Regions from separate parts of the Macaca mulatta genome. Here region 1 is linked to region 2. A link is a contact called in public Hi-C data. All regions are on one chromosome and are shown on one strand. The core of a region is the stretch at or near the end of the contact, and the rest is flanking DNA. Distances in the headings are between cores, read along the strand shown. Region 1 holds the start of FEM1A (fem-1 homolog A). Region 2 has its middle 11 kb from the start of TRNAV-CAC.

Region 1 (3,142 bases), core at 234-2,733, 57 kb after region 2:
GCTACTCGAGAGGCTGAGGCAGGAGAATGGCGTAAACCCGGGAGGCGGAGCTTGCAGTGAGCTGAGATCCGGCCACTGCACTCCGGCCTGGGCGACAGAGCAAGACTCCGTCTCAAAAAAAAAAAAAAAAAAAAAAAATGCATTTTAGTGTATATATATTGCATCTTGAATACATTTTAAAAATAAATAATTCGGGCCACCAAAGATTTCTGTCTCATAATTCACTGCTGTCAAAAAAATGCCAGGAAATGGATCACCTTACAACTGCTAGAATAGCTATTATCAAAAAGATGAAAGGTACCAAATGTTGGCAAGGATTTGAAGAGAACACTTACGCACTATTGATGGTAATTTTAATTAGTATAGCCATTATGGAAAATGGTATGGAAGTTCCAAAGAAAAATTTAAAAGTAGAACTACCAGATGATCCAGCAATCCCAGTTCTGGGTATTTATCCAAAGGAATTGAAATCAGCATGTCAGGCCGGGCACAGGGGCTCACGCCTGTAATCCTAGCACTTTGGGAGGATAAGGCGGGGGGATCGCCTAAGGCCAGGAGTTCGAGATCATCCTGGCCAACATGGTGAAACCCCGTCTCTACTAAAAATACAAAAATTAGCTGGGTGTGGTGGCGGGCGCCTGTAATCCCAGCTACTTGGGAGGCTGAGGCACAAGAATCGCTTGAACCCGGGAGGTGGATGTTGCAGTGAGCCGAGATTGCACCACTGCACTACAGCCTGGGCGACAGACAGAGACTGTCTCAAAAACAAAAACACACAAAAAAATCCCACGAAGTTATTGAAAGATAAGAAATAATTACGTAAATAAAATAGAAGAAGGAAATTCTGACATATGCTAGGATATAAATAAATGCATGTAAATGAATGAATGAATAAATGAATGGGGGAATAAGAACTGAGCGCGTAATTTTTTACCCTTATCTCTCCCTGTTCTCCCAGCTCAAAACGCTTTCGCCCTGCCTGGCTTTTCGGCCTCCTCTTGGCGCCCCCTGCCGGTGGGCTGCTCACCTATGCTCCAACCCCGAATCATGACTCGCCCCCTCTGGCCGAGCTTGGCCTTCGGTCTAGGTCCTGACTGGCTCAGAGTCGCTCGCCATGCCTTTTGGGAAATGTAGTCCTTAAGGGCATCGTGCAGGCTTTTTCCATAGGCTCTGACGTAGAGACAGCCATGGGAAGTACGTCACCAAATTTCGCCGGTTCCCACAAGCTAGGTCGTGTAGCGCTGCATGACGGGAATTGTAGTTCTCAAATTGCTAACTTCCCCGGTCATGCACTGCAACTGGAACACCAATTTCCATCATGCCGCGCGCTCACAGCTCGCGGGGGCTGTCCTGTGGCCTTTTAGGAAGTGTAGTCTTAATCCCCCATGATTCCTTTTTTGTTCTATGGAGTGGGCCCGCGCAGAGGACTCCATTTCCCGGCGTGCTCCCATTCGTCGGGTCGCGGCAGCCATTTTGTTCCGCCCGAGGAACCCCTAAGATGGCGGCGAGGGAGACGGTGAAGGTTGCCTCCCGCCCGTCCGGGCTCTGATCCTCTGTCTCCCCGTCCTCCGGCGGCCGGCCCATGGCCTGGCGGAGGCCCGAACCATGGACCTCCGCACCGCCGTGTACAACGCTGCCCGTGACGGCAAGCTGCAGCTGCTCCAGAAGCTGCTCAGCGGCCGGAGCCGGGAGGAACTGGACGAGCTGACAGGCGAGGTGGCCGGCGGGGGGACGCCGCTGCTCATCGCCGCGCGCTACGGCCACCTGGATGTGGTGGAGTACCTGGTGGACCGGTGCGGCGCGAGCGTGGAGGCCGGTGGCTCGGTGCACTTCGATGGCGAGACCATCGAGGGCGCGCCGCCGCTGTGGGCCGCCTCCGCCGCCGGCCACCTGGACGTGGTGCGGAGCCTGCTGCGCCGCGGGGCCTCGGTGAACCGCACCACGCGCACCAACTCCACGCCCCTGCGCGCCGCCTGCTTCGACGGCCACCTGGAGGTGGTGCGCTACCTGGTCGGCGAGCACCAGGCCGACCTTGAGGTGGCCAACCGGCACGGCCACACGTGCCTCATGATCTCGTGCTACAAGGGCCATCGTGAGATCGCCCGCTACCTGCTGGAGCAGGGCGCCCAGGTGAACCGGCGCAGCGCCAAGGGCAACACGGCCCTGCACGACTGCGCCGAGTCCGGCAGCCTGGAGATCCTGCAGCTGCTGCTGGGGTGCAAGGCCCGCATGGAACGTGACGGCTACGGCATGACCCCGCTGCTTGCGGCCAGTGTGACGGGCCACACCAACATTGTGGAGTACCTCATCCAGGAGCAGCCCGGCCAGGAGCAGATCGCAGGGGGAGAGGCTCAGCCTGGGCTGCCCCAAGAAGGCCCCTCTACCAGCCAGGGGTGTGCGCAGCCTCAGGGGGCCCCATGCTGTAGCTCCTCCCCGGAGGAACCACTGAACGGGGAATCTTATGAAAGCTGCTGTCCCACCAGCCGGGAAGCTGCCGTGGAAGCCTTGGAATTGCTGGGAGCTACGTATGTGGATAAGAAACGAGATCTGCTTGGGGCCCTCAAACACTGGAGGCGGGCCATGGAGCTGCGTCACCAGGGGGGCGAGTACCTGCCCAAACCGGAGCCCCCACAGCTGGTCCTGGCCTATGACTATTCCAGGGAGGTCAACACCACCGAGGAGCTGGAGGCGCTGATCACCGACCCGGATGAGATGCGCATGCAGGCCCTGTTGATCCGGGAGCGCATCCTCGGTCCCTCGCACCCCGACACTTCCTATTATATCCGTTACAGGGGCGCCGTGTACGCCGACTCGGGCAATTTCGAGCGCTGCATCCGCTTGTGGAAGTACGCCCTGGACATGCAACAGACCAACCTGGAGCCTCTGAGCCCCATGACCGCCAGCAGCTTCCTCTCCTTCGCGGAACTCTTCTCCTACGTGCTGCAGGACCGGGCCGCCAAGGGCAGTCTGGGCACCCAGATCGGCTTTGCAGACCTCATGGGGGTCCTCACCAAAGGGGTCCGGGAAGTGGAACGGGCCCTGCAGCTGCCCAGGGAGCCCGGAGACTCGGCCCAGTTCACCAAGGCGCTGGCCATCATCCTCCACCTGCTCTACCTGCTAGAGAAAGTGGAGTGCACTCCCA
Region 2 (3,341 bases), core at 61-2,560:
AGTTGGGAGGACCGCTTAAGTCCAGGAGGCTGAGGCTGCAGTGAGCTGTGATTGCACACTACTGCACCCCAGCCTGGGTGACAGAGTGAGACCCTATCTCAAAAAAATAAAGTGAGGGACTGGTTGCTGGTCATGGTGGCTCACACCTGTAATCCCAGCACTTTGGGAGGCTGAGGCAGGCGGATCACCTGAGGCCAGGAGTTCAAGACCAGCCTGGTCAACATGGTGAAACCCCATCTCTAAATACAAAAATTAGCTGGACGTGGTGGCGGGCGCCTGTAGTCCCGGCTACTCAGGAGGCTGAGGCAGGAGAATGGCGTGAACCCAGGAGGCGGAGCTTGCAGTGAGCCGAGATGGCGCCACTGCACTCCAGCCTGGGCGACAGAGCAAGACTCTATCTCAAAAAAGAAAAATTGGCTGGGTGCGGTGGCCAGTGCCTGTAATCCCAGCTACTCGGGAAGCCAAGGCAGGAGAATCGCTTGAACCCAGGAGGCAGAGGTTGCGGTGATCTGAGATCATGCTACTGCTCTCCAGCCTGGGCGACAGAGCTAGACTCTGTCTATGGTGAGGTGGGCTTGTTATTTTTGTCATGGGGATGAAAGCAGTAGAGACTCTAGAAGCTGAAGGGGCATGAAAGGAGGCTGGGATTTTCCTCCCTCCCTCCTTCTCTCCTTCCTTCTCTCTGTACCTCTCACCAGCCTGCAGTTCAAGCCCACTTCACATCGTTCAGGGATATTCTTAGCTCTGCAAAATCAAACAGCCACTCACCTGAAGGCTACATGGAGGGAGAGATGGGACATGGAAGGTGGAGGTACGTGAAGATGCTCTCCTTATCCCCCTGTGTCTATCCCCACCAACACACAGACAGAGAATCTGCTGGAATTTCCCCTGCACTGGATCTCTCTCTTGGGTGGGGTGAACTCACCTGGACAGCGACGTGAGATCCCTCTACAAAAAGTAAAAAGATTAGCTGGGTGTGGTGGCGTGTGCCTGGCAGGGTTCAATGCTATGCCCATTTCCTAGAAGGCAAAATTGAGACTCAGAGGGCAGGGCTGTTCTATTCTTTCCTTCCTTCCCCCGGCTGGGGGAAGGGAGGGCTCCCCAGAGGAGAGGGGAGCTGGGTGGCAGGGGTGGGAGTGGGAGAGATAGCTGATTAGGGGTCGTTTATTAGCTGTAATTGCTGTCTCCTGGGCTGAATTAAACGAAATTACAGCCCCTGGCCCTTCAGAACGATGAGCTCTCCGCATTGTCTGTGGAAGCAATCCAACCGCGGAGGGGAGTGGAGAGGGGGATGGGGTGGTGCCTCTTGACAATAGAGCCCCCGAATTAGCCAGGCAGGGAGGCGGGGAAGCTGCGGCCTGACCTCCCCCCACCGTAAAGGGCTGTCAGAGTCTCAATGAATTCAGTTCCACAAAGGCTAATTAAAGATAACAGGGGGCCCAGTGGGCTGGGACAGGGGATGGGAGGAGAGGGGGGAGGGGGACCACATGAACCAGGGTAGGGTGGTGCCAGCTAGGGGTGCCCAGGTCTACAGAGATCCGTGTGGAGAGACATGCTGTGGGGGCATCGTGGACCCCCCAAATATCAAAGGCAGTGGGGTTTTATTCTTCCTCCTCACACCTGCCCCCTGCCCCCCATGCCTGATTAGAAAGATGGGGTTGCTCTGGAAGGGCAAGAGGGCCCCCCAGGAGAAGAAGAGACAGTGGGACCCACCCAGCAAGCACTCCTCCTACCCATCCCATGGCCTTTGGCTGGTGTTCCTTGGTCAAAAAGCATCAGCTGTTCTGTCCCTCTCTTAGCCACTGCTCTTGGGGGCCACTTCCAGCAGCATCCTGAGGGAGGGCCAGCCACGCCTCTTGGAAGCCCTCCAGGATTGCCTAAGGCCTCACCACGGAGATTCTCCAATTCCCAGGATCGCCTAACGCCTCACCACGGAGATTCTCCAGTTCCCAGGCACCCTCCCTTCCCAATCTCCTCTCTAACCCCCGATCCCCATCTTACAGGAACTCTCCCTCCTCTTTGAGCCCCACCTCTAGACCTCCTCCTTTCTTGTCCCTCCCTCCCTCCCTTCCTTCCTTCTTTCCTTCCCTCCCTCCCTCCCTCCCTCCACTCCTTTCTTTCTCTCTCTCTCTCTCTCTTTTTCTTTCTTTCTTTCTTTCCTTTCTTTTGAGTCCCACTCTGCCTCCAGGCTGGTGTACAGTGGTACGGTCTTGGCTCACTGCGACCTCTGCCTACCGGGTTCAAGTGATTCTCCGGCCTCAGCCTCCTGAGTAGCTGCAAATACAGGCACCTGCCACCACCACCACACCTGGCTAATTTTTACATTTTTAGTACAGAAGACGGTTTCACAATGTTGGCCAGGCTGGTCTCGAACTCCTGACCTCAAGTGATCCACCCACCTTGGCCTCCCAAAGTGCTGGGATTACAGGCGTGAGCCACCATGCCCAGCATGCCCAGATAATTTTTAAACTTTAGTAGAGACTGGCCGGGCATGGTGGCTCACGCCTGTAATCCCGGCACTTTGGGAGGCCAAGGTGGGAGGATTGCGAGGTCAGGAGATCGAGATCATCTGGCTAACACGGTGAAACCCTGTCTCTACTAAAAATACAAAAAATTAGCCAGACGTGGTGGCGGGCGCCTGTAGTCCCAGCTACTCGGAAGGCTGAGGCAGGAGAATGGCATGAACCCGGGAGGCGGAGCTTGCAGTGAGCGGAGATCGCGCCACTGCACTCCAGCCTGGGTGACAGAGCGAGACTCTGTCTCAAAAATAAATAAACAAATAAATAAATAAATAAATAAATAAATAAATTTTAAGTAGAGACTGGTGTCTCACTTTGTTGCCCAGGCTGAGCTCGAACTCCTGGCCTCAAGCAATCCTCCTGCCTTACCTCTCAAAGCATGGGGATTACAGGCATGAGCCACCTTGCCTGGCCCATTTAACATTTTTTTTTTTTTTTTTTTTTGAGACGGAGTCTCACGCTGTTGCCCAGGCTGGAGTGCAGTGGCGCGATCTCGGCTCACTGCAAGCTCCGCCTCCCGGGTTCCCGCCATTCTCCTGCCTCAGCCTCCTGAGTAGCTGGGACTACAGGTGCCCGCCACCGCGCCCGGCTAATTTTTTGTATTTTTAGTAGAGACGGGGTTTCACTGTGGTCTCGATCTCCTGACCTTGTGATCCGCCCGCCTCGGCCTCCCAAAGTGCTGGGATTACAGGCTTGAGCCACCGCGCCCGGCCCCGTTTAACATTTTTAAAACACATTTTTAACTGTCATCCTTACCATTGACAATCACAAGAAATTAGCAGCCACTCATAATTCCACTCCCCACTGGAAACTTTTTGTTGG

Evidence for each region. A called contact is a pair of places that touch in the nucleus more often than the background predicts.
Region 1: a Hi-C map of fetal cortex germinal zone shows a contact between it and region 2, with 5 times the contacts expected there. The contact joins the promoter of FEM1A here to the enhancer-like site in region 2. A contact is called at or near these places in 9 of 14 Hi-C or Micro-C datasets (CD4 T cells, blood, cortical neurons and 5 more).

What each region holds. Positions count from the first base shown.
Region 1 is chr19:5,646,180-5,649,321 of T2T-MMU8v2.0, forward strand. FEM1A (fem-1 homolog A) reads left to right here and starts at 1,484. Exons shown (of 1, transcript NM_001258156.1): 1 at 1,484-3,142. The coding sequence starts at 1,606.
Region 2 is chr19:5,589,546-5,592,886 of T2T-MMU8v2.0, forward strand. No RefSeq gene overlaps it. Among named protein-coding and RNA genes, the nearest start is that of TRNAV-CAC, 11 kb to the left of the region's middle. Within about 2 kb of position 1,311, at least 5 of the 40 cell types and tissues checked have an H3K27ac peak or open chromatin away from gene starts, as enhancers often do. A contact at or near this core is called in fetal cortex germinal zone, where this site is marked.